Regions from separate parts of the Sus scrofa genome. Here regions 2, 3, 4 and 5 are each linked to region 1. A link is a contact called in public Hi-C and HiChIP or PLAC-seq data. All regions are on one chromosome and are shown on one strand. Each heading gives the region's core, a stretch centred on a gene start, on an enhancer-like site or on the middle of the called end of the contact. The rest is flanking DNA. Distances are from core to core; before and after follow the strand shown.

What was found. A called contact is a pair of places that touch in the nucleus more often than the background predicts. HiChIP or PLAC-seq counts read pairs in DNA pulled down with a chosen protein or histone mark.
Region 2: an H3K27ac HiChIP or PLAC-seq map of alveolar macrophages shows a contact between it and region 1. The contact joins two enhancer-like sites. A contact is called at or near these places in 2 of 2 datasets of contacts at active chromatin or transcription factors (alveolar macrophages and skeletal muscle).
Region 3: an H3K27ac HiChIP or PLAC-seq map of skeletal muscle shows a contact between it and region 1, with 10 times the contacts expected there. The contact joins the promoter of HMG20A here to the enhancer-like site in region 1. A contact is called at or near these places in 1 of 5 promoter capture datasets (liver), 4 of 47 Hi-C or Micro-C datasets (embryonic fibroblasts, fetal heart ventricle, fibroblasts and 1 more) and 2 of 2 datasets of contacts at active chromatin or transcription factors (alveolar macrophages and skeletal muscle).
Region 4: a Hi-C map of embryonic fibroblasts shows a contact between it and region 1, with 2.2 times the contacts expected there. The contact joins two enhancer-like sites. A contact is called at or near these places in 3 of 47 Hi-C or Micro-C datasets (embryonic fibroblasts, heart right ventricle and subcutaneous adipose tissue) and 1 of 2 datasets of contacts at active chromatin or transcription factors (alveolar macrophages).
Region 5: an H3K27ac HiChIP or PLAC-seq map of alveolar macrophages shows a contact between it and region 1. The contact joins two enhancer-like sites. A contact is called at or near these places in 1 of 47 Hi-C or Micro-C datasets (embryonic fibroblasts) and 2 of 2 datasets of contacts at active chromatin or transcription factors (alveolar macrophages and skeletal muscle).

What each region holds. Positions count from the first base shown.
Region 1 is chr7:57,285,946-57,288,830 of Sscrofa11.1, reverse strand. All of the region lies in intron 2 of PEAK1 (pseudopodium enriched atypical kinase 1), which reads left to right. Among named protein-coding and RNA genes, the nearest start is that of TSPAN3, 100 kb to the right of the region's middle. Within about 2 kb of position 1,365, at least 28 of the 83 cell types and tissues checked have an H3K27ac peak or open chromatin away from gene starts, as enhancers often do. A contact at or near this core is called in alveolar macrophages, liver and skeletal muscle, where this site is marked.
Region 2 is chr7:57,531,870-57,534,754 of Sscrofa11.1, reverse strand. All of the region lies in intron 2 of HMG20A (high mobility group protein 20A), which reads right to left. Among named protein-coding and RNA genes, the nearest start is that of HMG20A, 29 kb to the right of the region's middle. Within about 2 kb of position 1,399, at least 3 of the 83 cell types and tissues checked have an H3K27ac peak or open chromatin away from gene starts, as enhancers often do. A contact at or near this core is called in alveolar macrophages, where this site is marked.
Region 3 is chr7:57,502,549-57,505,433 of Sscrofa11.1, reverse strand. It overlaps HMG20A (high mobility group protein 20A), which reads right to left and starts at 1,386. Exons shown (of 11, transcript XM_021099019.1): 1 at 864-1,386; 2 at 309-452. It also overlaps a transcript of PEAK1 not described here.
Region 4 is chr7:57,131,824-57,134,708 of Sscrofa11.1, reverse strand. All of the region lies in intron 3 of PSTPIP1 (proline-serine-threonine phosphatase interacting protein 1), which reads right to left. Among named protein-coding and RNA genes, the nearest start is that of PSTPIP1, 30 kb to the right of the region's middle. Within about 2 kb of position 1,413, at least 16 of the 83 cell types and tissues checked have an H3K27ac peak or open chromatin away from gene starts, as enhancers often do. A contact at or near this core is called in alveolar macrophages, where this site is marked.
Region 5 is chr7:57,419,181-57,422,065 of Sscrofa11.1, reverse strand. The region is part of intron 1 of PEAK1 (pseudopodium enriched atypical kinase 1); the gene reads left to right. Among named protein-coding and RNA genes, the nearest start is that of PEAK1, 24 kb to the left of the region's middle. Within about 2 kb of position 1,410, at least 2 of the 83 cell types and tissues checked have an H3K27ac peak or open chromatin away from gene starts, as enhancers often do. A contact at or near this core is called in alveolar macrophages, where this site is marked.

The DNA of each region.
Region 1 (2,885 bases), core at 116-2,615:
ATTAAAGCCTCCAGAAATGGATAAGAGTGGAAACAAAGAGCATTATCACTTCCTCTGGTTATGCTACTGTAAACATTCAAATGGGGTTTCTTTCATTATTATCAGCTGTTTCTTACTTCTTTTTCCTTCCCAACTTCTTTTCCCTCCTCCTTTTTCTTCTTTCTCTTCCCATTGAATCTTGCAGTGCCCTCATGTCCCCTCTTGCTTGTTCCCTTCTTTCAAACCAGAGACCACCTATTTTTTTCACATCTCAATTAGCATGAAGTCCAGCTTTCTTCACTTGGCAGTTGAAGACGGTGGAGAAAAACACAGCAAGACAACTTCTTACCATTCGCTCTCAACCAGCCACTTCACAGGCCCCTCCAAATAAAGGTGGCTCCTGACTCAGGCTAGACTGGATGAAAGACCATACTTAATTTGCCTCACAATATTCACTCCTTCAATACTCTGAAACACACACACACACACACACACACACACACACACACAACCCCACAGCTTTGGAAGAGCCCAACTAGCTAATTGTGTGCCTGTTAGTTTACTCTTAGCTTGCTCTGCACTGAGCACATGGACCCTGCCACCTCAGAGGTGAGCTAGGGAAGTGTGGGCATGCCTGCTTCTAACACCTCTTTGTTCAAGATGGAATTCCACTGTGGTAAGCAGTGCTGCTGCTGCTGAGTGAACTGTTTCTCAAGTACCACCATGCTTAAGTCTAAAGCAGCTTCCAGATGCCATGAATAGCTGAACTGTACCATTTACGCATGTGTGCAGTCATGCGTCCTGGCTCTGCCATGTTACCTGTGTGACCTTGGGCAAGTCTCAGTTTCTTCATCAGCAAAAAGAGACTAATAATAGTGTGTACATCATACTAGCTAAAATTATTATTATTCAGGAAGCACTTGTTTAGTGTCGAGTATATTCTAAGCAATCCAAGAGATATAGAGGTGGAAAAGACACAGCCCTGCCTTCTAGAGACTTATATAATTACAGCACAGCATGGTCTTCTAATAAAGATATTTAGGGAATGAGGTAAAGCTTCATCACAGATAAATTTTTAACTGGTTTGAAGGGTAAACAGGGTATTGTCAAATGGAACTGTACTAGAAATATACATTCCAAACAGAGGGCATAGTTTGTGAACAGGATTAAAATTGTAAAACAGGAGTCCTTGGCTGTTTTTAGATAAGGTTTTAAACTTAGTTTTGCAACATATAATCTTATCACTAGTTGTTACCTAGTTTATAGTAATAATAATTATTACTTAACTGGTTCATCAAAGAGTTTCAACTCAAAAAATGAGTTGGAACCCAAGCAGTGCCTCTTTACAGTGGTGCATCTGCAGTTGCACAATTCCTATCCTGGAATGACTACCATGTGACAGGAACAGTAAATTGTTGGGAAAAAAAACTTGTGGTTAAAACAACTGGAAGTGGATGGGCTTCTTCCTTTCAGCAGTGCTTTAGTTAAGTTTTCAAAATTAAGCAGGTTTAACCTTGGTTTCTTCTTTAGGTAGAACCCTATATCTTAAGATTTTGCCTATTCTTGGCATAGCAAGAAACTGATTTTTTTGGGAGATGTGGTCAGATGTCAAACTAAGAAAGTTCCTTTTACGCATGGAATTTCCATTTGTGTACCAACTTAAAGCTGTGTTTTATCTCCTACAAAGCCTTTTCCTGCAGCTTTGCTTTCACTTCCTCTCCCCACCCTTTTAGTCATGTACTGAAGGGTTTGGCAGCTGGTTGAGGTATCAGGTCAGCATTTTTCACTGTGGAAGGAGGAAAGGTTGGGAACAATGACGCAGGGATACTTGTCACATTTTCCTTTCCTTTTTTTCTTTAAGTGACCCACACATTCCATTACAAAAGCCTAATGAGAATCTTGGCTTATAAATTTTACTTCAGTAGCCCAGAGGTAGAATAATGTGCTGGATGACATATAGGCGATAGTTTCTCAGTGAAGAGTATCCTTAAAAGCCCTTGTACAGCAGTGAGAATTCTTGATTCTACCTCTTTGGCGGTATGACAGATTTTGTGAAGAGAGATAATGGCCTCCGGGAGTCACAAGATTGGGAAAGGAGCTGAGCAATCCATTCCCCATCCTCGCTTATTAACAGTTTCTCCACGGGTGCTTTAGGAAATGCTTCGTATGTGGTGCTTAATATACCACCTACCCACTCTCATCTTCTTCACTGACTTGGAAATTGTATCTAGCTTGAGAAGTTCTAGCTACTTCTGTGGGCCTGTTTATGCCAAGATTGAAATCCTATGTGGATTTGGTTGTTTTATATCAAATCTGCTTGAAACTGTTCAACTAGAAGCAAACTAATTATTGTCATTGTCTGTATAGTGGTAGAGAAAGTAAAAAACAGTAATAGAGTCTTAAAATGCTGTCATGACTTGACATGAAATAGACTACTCTTGAATAGCTGCATCTATAGCCCAAAGGGCTTTGGTCTTGAAAATTGTCAAATATGAAATCGGATTTTAGATCATGGAATCCCAGCTGGTTCCTAGGGGCAGCTTCAGCCATTAAACTCTCCCTTTGACCATTTCATTTGCAGGATTTGCTTTGAGATAATAAGGAATGTGAAGGCAAATGAGTTTTTCTTATCAAAGATTCTATTTTGATGCTCCACAGCAGACCTGTTTTAGCAAATAAATAGAAGAGGCCAGAGTAGACTGTCATATATCCTTGCTTAAGTGCCTCAGGAGACACATTTTTTTATTTCTCAAGCACAACTCTGGTGACTGGAGTTTCCCATTTTGGAGGTGTCAGTGTTGAGCAGGCAAAGCTGCTAGTTATTGATTGCCGTTAAAGTCATTGCACAAAGGCATTAAAGCCCAAGGATTGCTTTTTAGACAGAGCTACAACTGGTACAACTTCTC
Region 2 (2,885 bases), core at 150-2,649, 250 kb before region 1:
AGATAACTGCAGAAGTAAAAAACTTCTGCACCAGTGTCAGAACTTAAAGTAATCTAATAAAACTTCCTTGGTATGGGTACTTCCCCAAATAATTTCCTGGGACACTGGGGTACTATGAAATAGTAAAAAGTTAGGCGTGTATGAGGCAGAGGTGGAGGGTTGAGACAGGAGGTAGGTGGGAGAAGGGAAGGCCAAGACAGTTAATATTCCACCTAGGAGGCCATATGATATTTGAAAAGGTATTTTCAATAATATTCAATGTTATAATCTTATTTTATATTTAGAAAACAGAAGTAATTAATTGTACAAAATACAGAGAGTTAATGTTCTTGTTTGGTAAAGATACATGTGTATATTTTTTCACTCACTTCTTGGTGATTCTCACGAAGGCTATATCAGAATAGAGGAATTTTGGAGTTCCCTTTGTGGCTCAGAGGTTTACGAACCCGACTAGGATCCATGAGCATGCAGGTTTGATCCCTGGCCTCGCTCAGTGGGTTAAGGATCCAGCATTGCCATGAGCTGTGGTGTAGGTCACAGATGAGGCTTGGATCCTGCGTTGCTATGGCTCTGGTGTAGGCAGCTCCAATTCAGCCCCTAGCCTGGGAACCTCCATATGCCTCAAGTCAGGCCCTAAAAAGCAAAAAAACAAAAAAAAAGAATAGAGGATTTTTGTGTTTACCAAGAGGGAAATGAGGCATTCCTCTTGTGGCTCAGCAAGTTAGGAACCCAACACAGTATCTGTGAGGATATGGGTTCGATCCCTGGCCTCGCTCAGTGAGTTAAGGATCCAGCGTTACTACAAGCTGTGGCTCAGATCCTGCATTGCTGTAGCTGTGGTGTAGGCTTTAAAAAAAAAAAAAAAAATAGGGAAATGAGTTTTAAAAAAGCTGAAAAAGCAATGCTTTTCACAGTTTATTATATGTTCACTGTGTTAGGCATCAAAGACATAGAAGTAAATAAGATTAACAAGAAATTTTGTCCTTTTACAGTTCATAATCTAGTGGGGCGAAGAAGGGCAAAACAGTGGGAAAAAATGCAAGGGCTGTAGTAGCTCATGTGTGTAAAGCTATTTATTTAATATAAGAAAAACAGGGAAGAAACACAGATGAATAGATGGGGCGACCAACTAAGGTAACTGCTTAGTAGTGTGATAAGTTCACAGAGCATCTGAAGGAAACAGAAAATACCGACTGAGGAAAACCTGAGAGGGAACACTTAGCTCAGGGTACTTACATGTTTGGAATCTAGATTCATATCAAGGAGGCAGACAGGATTCCTTTCTACCTCCAAAACAAAATGATTCAAGTCTGGAGTCTGAGGAAGTCTATATATGAGAAAGAGGACCCAAACAAAAACTTACTAGTTAACAGTTCTAGGGCAAGGGTCCTTACATAGTTCCTCTATTTTCCTACGTTTGACACTGCTTTCTTCAGCTCAAACTTGCAGCTGTGAAGCAACACTGCAAAGAAGAGATGGAAAGAATGTTCCTTTCTGTTACAGTCAATAATTCCCAAATCTTTTACCCTTTCAAAGCTGATGAATACTAAAAAGTAAATGATGATGTTTTAAGGAAAGTCAGAGATCACTTATAAAAGCTATAGTGTAATAAAAGGAAATAGATCCCATCAAAGTGTTCTTCATTTTAATCAACTTCATTTTAATCAATCAATTAATTTGATACAAATTAAGTTCTCTTTCTACAAAGAATTCCTAAAAGAAAAACAGAACTCTAGGTAGTGGGGACGTTTTCTTCGGCCAAAAGTTGAAGACAATAACAACAAACCAAACCAAAAAAACCCTTTAGCTGCAGGGAGGCAAAACCATCAATAGTCTTTACCACTTTGAACAATAAAATGAAATTCACAGTTTTCCTCACAAAATAAATTGGCACAGTTGCAGTTTAACAGAACAGTTTAAATGGAAAGAAAATTTAAAACTTAGACTTTGCTATATTTTGCTTTTGAAATTCACAATTTTCCTTACAAAACAAATAGGTACAGTTTCAGTTTAACATCAAAGTTCAAATGAAAGAAACCCAGAATTGTTTTACTATATTTTGCTTTTGAAATTCACAATTTTCCCTACAAAACAAATAGGTACATTTGAGTTTAACAGAGCAGTTTAAATGAGAGAAACTCAAAATTATTCTGCTATATTTGCTTTCGAATCCAAAAGCTGATAATGCTTATGACTTCAGAAAGTTAAAAAAAATAGCCACACAGTTCAAACTTGACACATTTAAAACTCTAGAAGACCAGTTTCCCAGGAACATTTTTCCTTTACATACCCTTCCCAATATGATAAGGCTTCACCCTTCCTGTACACAGAGCCTCTAGGCTGTCACCCAGATCAAGTGCTTAGATGTTATCTTAGCAGTTTACAAGCTACTGATTTTGTTTCCAGGTGAAACAAAAACAAGTTTAAAGCTATATCAGCAGTAACTAACTGAGGAGTGACTAGACTAATTAAATCACCTCAAGATGATTGGTGTTGAGTGTATTTACTAAAATCTACAAAATTTGTATTTCCAGAGTTGCCTATTGCTGTTCAAAAGCCTACTTAATCCAGTAAGTCACAGTGACATCCCAGGGAATAGGAATTTGCTGAAGGATTTGTTTTGCTCTTCTTTCTACATTAAATGCACTCACTTGGCTGTGGTTAGCAAGTACTTCTGCAGAGAACAGAAACCCACTATAGTACCAAGTAGAGGCACTATGTGACTGCTTTCCATACCTTCATATGTTAAATGGTGCTAATAATACCTTCTCTATTTAACTCAAAAAGATATTGTGAGGATCAAATAACTATTTCTTTATGTGCTCTGCAAAAATAAAAGAATGTGATAACTATTTTTGCTAATTATGTTACAAAAGTTTTCAATG
Region 3 (2,885 bases), core at 137-2,636, 220 kb before region 1:
AGGAAAATGTACTACAGTGTAACTTTCACAAACAGTAAGTTACATGTAAGCAATGTGAGAGCTGAGGAAGTTGTTTTAAGGCAAAGGGCAGAACCTGTTGCCTAAAATTAACAAGACTAAGGATTTAAGATAATCACAATCAGTTAAAGTAACACCAAGTAATTGAGTACTTCAGTATGATATTTTCACTGTGGTCAGGTGAAAATGCTTCATAATTTAGGTAAAATATTGAGTCTTGTAATAAACTACCTCCTTATGAGAAACTACAGAGTTCCTGTGGTATGTCATGGCAGAGAACATCGCTATACCTTATTCAGCCAAGGTTAGACTTCAGTAGGGAAGCAGGGATGGGCAATTCATGAGTCACGCAAGAAAGTATGTCATCTTGTAGAGATGAGTAGAGAATTTTAACAAGGGGTTTCGAATTCTTTGAAGAACGCACTAAGGAAATTCTGTTGGAGAGAAAATTTTCCATCTTACACGTGGAACCAAAACTCAAATTCTGACTGGAGCCTGGTGATTAGCACAACTAGGTGGAATAACCTAACTTTTCGCATAAGACACAATCCCAAAGCTTTAAGATACTGTCTATGCATATGGCACCAGGCATCACCTTTTCAAGCCCTCGCCGGCATAAAAAGTGGGCTGGACACCCAAACCATCACCCTACCCCCACAGGAAGTGAGTTACGGTCCCCCCTCCCCCAGGATGGCCTTCTTCCCCTCCCCCAACCGGAAGTGAGGCGCCCCCAGTTAGTCGGCCTCAAACAGACAAACCAATAATAACAGCAAAAGAGGGATGATCTTCAAGGGGTGAAGGGCAGCTCCACTGTGGCCACCCCCAAGGTTGCCTTGCTTACTGACCTGCTGAAGATAGGGACAGGCGGGGGCCTGGGGCCTAAAGAAAGTCCCTGGCACAGAGGACAATTCCCTGAGCCCCTCTCAATCGCCTTCACGCTTCTCACTCCGTCGTCTCACAGCTTGACAAAAATTCCTCCGCACTGCTTTATTTTGATGTCCTTTCCTTCCCTTTAGCTAATCGCTTAACCACCTTCCCATAGGTAACTTCCCTTATTGCAGCATTTAAGACTGTTCCAGTGAGGAGAGAAATCAAATATTATTCCCTATACCTTCAGAAAAATGAAGGGATTATTTTGTTCAAAGGCGGCGAAAGACTACGTGATTACGCAAGGTGAGACTTATTTTCGCGGAGGTTTCTGGGAGATGTAGTTTTTTAAAATTGCTAAGGCCTGCAGAAAGAATCAGGACTTAAAATTGCTAATTACTGTAGGCTGGAGTCCTTGAAGATACCTATTCTGTATTCGACAGCAGGCCGACCGAGGGGACTCTGGCATGAAAAGGGACAATACTTCACTCCCCTTTCCCTCTGGACCATAATAGACCTGAAATGTCCCTTCCCAGGATCGTAATAGACCTGAAATTTCCCTTCCCAGTCCTTATCGTCCGGCCCTCTTCCTTTGGCCACGCCCTCTTCAGCCAATCAGACCTCTCTCTAGAGCTCTTCCTCTGGAGGTAGGAACGCGAGAGGAGGGGCTTCATGGTGACTCCTCCCTCGGGGCTAAAGCGAGACAGGGAGAGGGCCTTGGGCCCGTGCGCGCGCGCGTGCTCGTTCAAGTAGCTCGGCGGCGAGTGCGCGCGCGGAGGGGAGGCGAGCTGGCTGGGAGGAGGCGGGCAGGCTGGTGGGCCGGGCGGGCGGCGAGCTGCGGGCAGCCGGGAGCGCGCGGTGGACTCGGCGGCGGCGAGTAGTTAGTTGTTGTTAGTCAGTGTCAGTTGCTCGGCGGCGACGGCTGCGGTCACCAGGAAGGATACGGGACGGCGAACGATGGTGGTCACCGCGGCGGCTTGTGCGCCCCTCAGGTAACAGAGATAGAGTTGTCCGCGTCCTCTCGCTTCCCTTCTCTCGCGCCGGCTTGTGGGACCAGGGTCGTTGCGGGGTGAGGGCGATGACCTGGGAGAATACGGGCGGGGCGGCGCGGGGTCCCGGTGGCGCCTCTGCGGGGGTTCTGGCGGTCAGAGCGTCCGGCCGGGCACAGGCTCTCTGGCCGCGGCCACCCCCGCGCCCCGCCGACCTCGGGGCCCGCGGCGCCGCGCGCCCCCTCGCGCCCCGGCCGCCTCCGCCCCCTCTTTCGGTGGCGGCGGAGGCGGCAGCCCCAGTAGCTCGGCGCCCCCCAGAGGAGGGAAAGTTGGGACCTGGCGGCGAGAGACGCCCCCGGGCGCGGCTGGAAGGCTGCTGGGGAAAGTGGAGCCTAGAGTAGTGAACGCTGTGAGGCTGGGGCAGGAAGGACTCCCCTTGCTCTTGCTAAGTGTGCCGGACAGCCACCTCCAAACCCGGGAGGATCTGGAGCAGCCTGGCCAGCAGCGCCAGGACGAAACCCGTTGGCTCTTTGCTCACTTCGCTCTGAGGTTTGTAAGACTCCTAAGATGCGGGTTATTTGGGGATTTCGAATTGTTTGTTGGATCAGTTTTGTTTCTCCCTTACCCTTTGACTCATCCGTTCTTACAACTTTTCTTACCTTCCGTGATGGGAAGCTGCTGTCTGAGCCCCCTTCTGTACCTCCTCCCGGTCGCCTGCACCATTCGCCTGAGAGCTTGATTTGGTCTTTTTCGTCCTTTGACTACGTTAAAAAAACTACTGAGAGCTACGGGAAAGAGGAGCCCTTCTACCTTTAAATGTTACTTTCTTGCAATCCGTTGTGTTTTTTAAGACAACCGTTTAGGAATTTGAGAGCTGTGGATTGGAGTTATTGGAAGACTGGCATTGAGGGGATAGGATAGTGACAAGTTAAAGGAAAACTATGATTTCATCTTTATTGTCCTTGTTATAGAGAACCTAATACAATTTTTCTTCTGCCTCTGTTAAATATG
Region 4 (2,885 bases), core at 164-2,663, 150 kb after region 1:
GTCTAGAGCAGAGATGTAGGTGCTGTCCACTCCAGGGGTTGAGAGGGAGAGCGGGAAGGGAAGCAGGTGGCGCTGGGCATGGGAGGTGAGGGGTGATGCACCAGGTAGAATTGCGAGATGGAGCAAATAAAAATGCCGGATAGTTAAGTTCAGATTTCAGATAAACAAATACTTTTTGAATATAAGCATGCCCCTGGTAATATTTGGAATATACTTACATTTTTAAAATATCTGTCATTTATCTGAAATTCAAATTTACCGAGGCATTCTGTATTTTATCTGGCAGTCCTGTGGAGGGGGTCTCTCCCAGAGCTACAAATCGAGCTGAGGCCCGAGCAGAGGTGTCGAGCCCCCTTGGAACCCCATCCTGTCTGCTGGGAGGTGAGGGGCACCAGGAGGCACAGGGATCCTTGGGTCAGAATAGAACTGACAGGGAAATGCCTGCCCCAGCCTGTCAGGCACAGGGGCCTCTCAGAGGGGTGAGCACCACCTCCTGGCAGAGGAGGGAAGTGACTCGTACTCCCAGGCTAGGAACCTGGGTAGGGACCTCCCACTCTGGACTCCCACATGCATTAGAAGACGACCCTGGAGCCAGATGGTCTGGGTTCAGTCCAAACCCTGCCACTCACTCTCTGTGTGACCTTGGACAAGTTCCTTAGCCTGTGTCTCAGTTTCCCCTTCTGCCAAATGGGGATAAAAACAGCACAAACAGAATGGTTGTGAGGATCAAATGAATTCATATGTATAGAGTACCTCTGTCAGGACCTGGTGCAAAGCAGGTGCTTTACAAGGGCTGCTGTTGTTAGGCCTCCCTCTGCTGAGCCCACATCTGCACAACCGGAGGCATCCTGGGGGGGATCCCTCAGACTCCTGAACCTGACCTGAGCTATGCCCTCAAAACACTCTATCTAAGACCTTAATGCATGTCCCCTATTATCAGAAACCTCCTGTTGGTTCGCCTTCAGGTAGGGGGTCCCCTTGAAGCAGCCCCATAGATTAGGCTCCCTTTCCCTCACTCCCTGCCACCCCGTGGGCGTGAGGAACAAACTGATCATGAGCACATGTGTGTGAGGGATGCCCGGCCTGGGCCCGTGGGTGAGTCTCCAAGCACCCAGACAGAGCTGGTGTGTGGGGCTCTAGATTGGCCCTGAAGTGAGGCTTGTCGGCTCTCAGGAGTAAAATTCTCCGCCTGTGTTTATGGTCCCTTAACTAAGGAGGCGAAATACATACTGCGGCTGCCCCCTTCACCAGGACTCCTGAGGAGCCATAGCCAATTGGGCATATTAGGGAAACAGGCCAGAGGGTGGCCAGGCTTGCTGGGTCACACGGCGAAGCGTCCTGCCCTAGCCGCATTCTTTTGCCGCTATCCGCCCAGCGTGCCCTCGGCTTCCACCCCGCCGCTCCGCGAAGCAGCGCGCGCGCCCCCTGGTGGCCTTATCGCCGCATGACACCCAGTGAGACAGCCCTGCCCTTCTGCCCTCTCTCCTGCAATCCTTGCAAGTCAGGCTTGGCAGGGGGCTCCCTCCTCCCACAGGTCAGTTAGGGAAACTGAGGCCATGGAGGAGCAGCAAACCAGCAGCATCCGCATCACCTGGGGGTTTGTTAGAAACGCAGATTCTCAGGCTCTACCCCAGTCCTCCCAAAGCAGAAGCTGGGGGGTGGGGGCCCAGCACACCGTTTTGACAAGGCTCCAGGTACCGCTGATATAAGAACTCAGAATTCTTGGCCTAAATTATTGTCCTCACAACTCTGCCAGCCAGGGAGGGTGCCATCATTATCCCCATTTTACAGATGTGAAAAACAAGAGTCAGAGAGGTGAAGAAAATGACCATGGCCGCACAGCTGGTGAGAGGAGGAACCAGGTGGGACCAGGTCAAGGCCAGCCCTCTGCTTCTTATCAGAGGAGGGAGGGGTGATGGCCATAGTGGAGGGAGTGGAGACGTCAGGACTCCAGGACAAATGGATGCCTTGCCAGCAGTTACACCCTCCATCCCGCTCATCGCCCCCACACTCACCTCCTGCCTCAGTCTCCCCATGATGATTACAGCCTCTCTAGCCCAGCATGGCCACGTCTCTACCCTCCCCCCACCCACAACACCCCCACATCCTGCTCAGATCCCTCCCAGAGCCCAGGGCCTGCACATCCACTGCCTGGTCCTCACCTCCCTTTGGACCCCACACCTCACAGACACCTCAAACTCAGAGCATCCAAAATGGGAGTCATCACCCCCCAAACCTGCTCCCCCTGTAGGGCTCCCTTCTCAGCAAAGGCGCCCCCCTCTACTAGATTATGAACACCGGACACACAGGCACCCTTGACTCAACCATCCTTCTCCACCTCACAGATCTCCTATCCGTCCACCTCTCACGCCACCACCCTAGCCCTTGCCCATCACCTCCCTCCCTCCAGGGTCACTTCTCACCTGTTAGTCCTGTCACTTGGCCACCTACCAGTTCCTTCCCTAGGCCACATTCCTTCTTACCTCAGGGCCTTTGCACATGCTAATTCCCTATGTGCAGCACATTCTCCTGGCTTCTCCTCTGTCCCTTCTGAGCACTTGTTCCCATTGTCATCTTGGGTTGATATACTGAGTGTCTGTCACCACACTGAACTGTGAGCCCATAAACAGAGGAAATGCCTGGTTCTTCTCCCCACTGTCTCAGGCTTATAACCCAGAACAACAAACTCAATGTTCAATAAGTTCCAAGGCTTTTCCCAACTCCAAACCCACCCGTGTTCCACTTCCCAGTCTTGAGGTGGCTGCAAGGAATCACAGGCTTTGAGGGGCAGCTGCTCCTTCCCTCGCTGTCCCATACCCTCCCCCGCAACCCCAACAACACACACAGGATGCTGGGAGCCGCTGCCTGAGTTCACAGCGCTGCCA
Region 5 (2,885 bases), core at 161-2,660, 130 kb before region 1:
CACTGATGTGTTAGAATGATGCACTCTGACTCATGGGGAGATGGCATGGAATATGGAAGCCCTATATTTGGGAATATCCTAGACCTTGCCCTGTGTGTATCCTTTATAAGAAAACTGCAATCATAAGTATAATGCTTTCCTGAGTTATGTGAGTTGTCTTAGCAAGTTATCAAACTGAGGGAATCATAGGAATCCCTGTTTTTGTGGCCAGTTGATTAGAAATGCAGGTGGCCAGGGGGCTCCTAAAGTGTGGCTGGCATTTGAAATAAGTGCAGTCTTATATGGGATAATGTCTTTTGGTTTGTGAGCTCCACGCTAGCTCTGAGTGGCTAGGGCCAAAATTGAATTTCAGTACACTCATTTGGAATTGAAAAAGAATAGTTGTACCTTTGTTATAATTAATGAACAATATTGATACCTTATTATAAACTGAGTTTGCATTAGTGTTTACTCTTTATGTTGTACAACTTCATGGGTTTTGACAAATTCATAATGTCATGGGTCTACCATTATAGTATTATACAGAATAGTGTCACTGCCTCACAAAACCCCTATGTTCTACCTATCCATCCTTCTCTTTCATTGCCCCCCAGCTCCTGATTACCACCACTCATTGCTTTGCTGGCTCTATAGTTTTGCCTTTTTTAGACTGTCACATAGTTGAAATCATATAATATGTAGTCTTTTCAGACTGGCTTCTTTCACTTAGCAATAAATCTTTAAGGTTCCTCCACGTCTTATTTTTTTTTTTTTTTTTGTCTTTTTACCTTTTCTAGGGCCACTCCCGTGGCATATGGAGGTTCCCAGGCTAGGGGTCTAATCAGAGCTGTAGCCTCCGGCCTATGCCAGAGCCATAGCAGCACGGAATCAGAGCCATTTCTATGACCTACACCACAGCTCACAGCAACACCAGATCCTTAACCCACTGAACGAGGCCAGGGATTGAACCAGCAACCTCATGGTTCCTAGTCAGATTCGTTAACCACTGAGCCATGGTGGGAACTCCCCTCCATGTCTTTTTGTTACTCAATAGCTTGTTTATTTTTATTGCTGAATAATAGTCCATTGTGTGCATTTACCACAGTTTATCCATTTACCAATTGAAAAATATCTTTTTTCATTTCTTTTCTTTTTTTCGTCCCCCCTCCTCCCACCATTTCAGCTTTATTTTTTACCTTTTGTACACATGGGCAGCGTGTAGAAGTTGTTTGTTCCTGGGCCAGGGATTGAACCTGCACCACACAGCAGCAACCAGAGCCACAGTGGTGAGAAAGGCAGGAGCCTTAACCCTCTAGGTCATGGGTTTTTTTTTTTTTTTTGATAAGATTACAATTCACCATCCACTCTTGCCGTACGTCAACACACACACTCATAGTATTGCATTGTATAGATGTACTCTCCCTAATTCTCTCCCTCCCTTGTGCCCCCCGCCCCCACCCCCAGAGGGCATTTATTTCCCCTCTGTTGTGGCCGGTCAGTCATGCTGAAATCAATGTTCACATGACCTGACCACAAGAGCATTTGCCCCACGCAGCCATTTGTTTTCTTTGGACTTTGTCTTGGTCTATGCAGAGATAGGTTTTCATTTCCACTTGTAAGGGGTCAACTGTATCCTTCCCTTCCTTACTAACTTCTGGAGCTTGCATGTCTGCTTTCAACAGACCTTTTCTATTGGCAGGGATGGCAAGAAAATTGCTCTTTTTTTTTTTTTTTTCTTAGGGCCATGCCTGCATTATATGGAAGTTCCCTGGGCTAGGGGTCGAATTGGAGCCTACACCACAGCCACAGCAACACTACATCCGAGCCATATCTGTAACCTGCACCGCAGCTCATGGGAATGCTGGATCCTTTATCCCACTGAGTGAGGCCAGGGATTGAACCCTCATCTTCATGGATATTGGGTTCTTAACCTGATGAGCCACAATGGGAACTCTAGGATATCTTGATTACTTCCAAGTTTTTGCAATTATTAATAAAGCTGCTATAAACATTCATGTGCAGATTTTTTTGGTAGACATTGGTTCTCCAATTGGACTGCAATTGCTGGATCATGTAGTAAGACTAAGTTTAGCTTTGTAAGAAATTGCCAAACTTTTCCAAAGTGATTTACCATTTTGCATTCCACAGCAATGAATGAGAGTTTCTGTTGCTCCATACCTTGTCAGCATTTGGTGTTGTCACTGTTTTGGATTTTAGCCTTTCTAATAGATGTGTGCTGTGGAATTTTATTGTTTTCATTTGCAGTTTTCTAATGGCATATGATGTTAGTATCTTTTCATATGTTTATTTTCCATTTGTATATCTTTTTTGGTTAGATGTCTTTAGGTCTTTTGTTTACTTTTTAATCATGTTTTTTAATTTGCTTATTGTTGAGTTTGAATTCTTTGCATATTTGGGGGTAATACTCCTTTATCAGATACGCTTTTGCTAATATTTCTCACAGTGTATAGCTTATAGTTTTTTCATTAATGATGTCTTTCACAGAGCACAGGTTTTAATTTTAGTAAAGTCCATCTTAAAGATTTCTTTGTTACTTGATCATGCTTTTGGTGTTGTATATAAAAGCCATCATCAAACCCAAGGTCACCTAGATTTTTTTCCCTATGGTATTTTCCAGGATTTTTATAGTTTTGTGTTTTATATTTAGGTCTGTGATCTATTTTGAGTTAATTTTGTATAAATTTTGTTTTCACTTTTAAAAAGTTATAAAATATTTGAAACATGTAAATTGATATGAAGACTAATATATTGACCAGTATAAAAGTGCCAAGTGGCTTTATAAAATATTCACATTTTGTTTTATAAACATACAGATTATAAAATCAGTCTCATTCCTTTCCCTATCTCAGAATTCAGTATGTTTCAAATCTATGCATATTTTTATA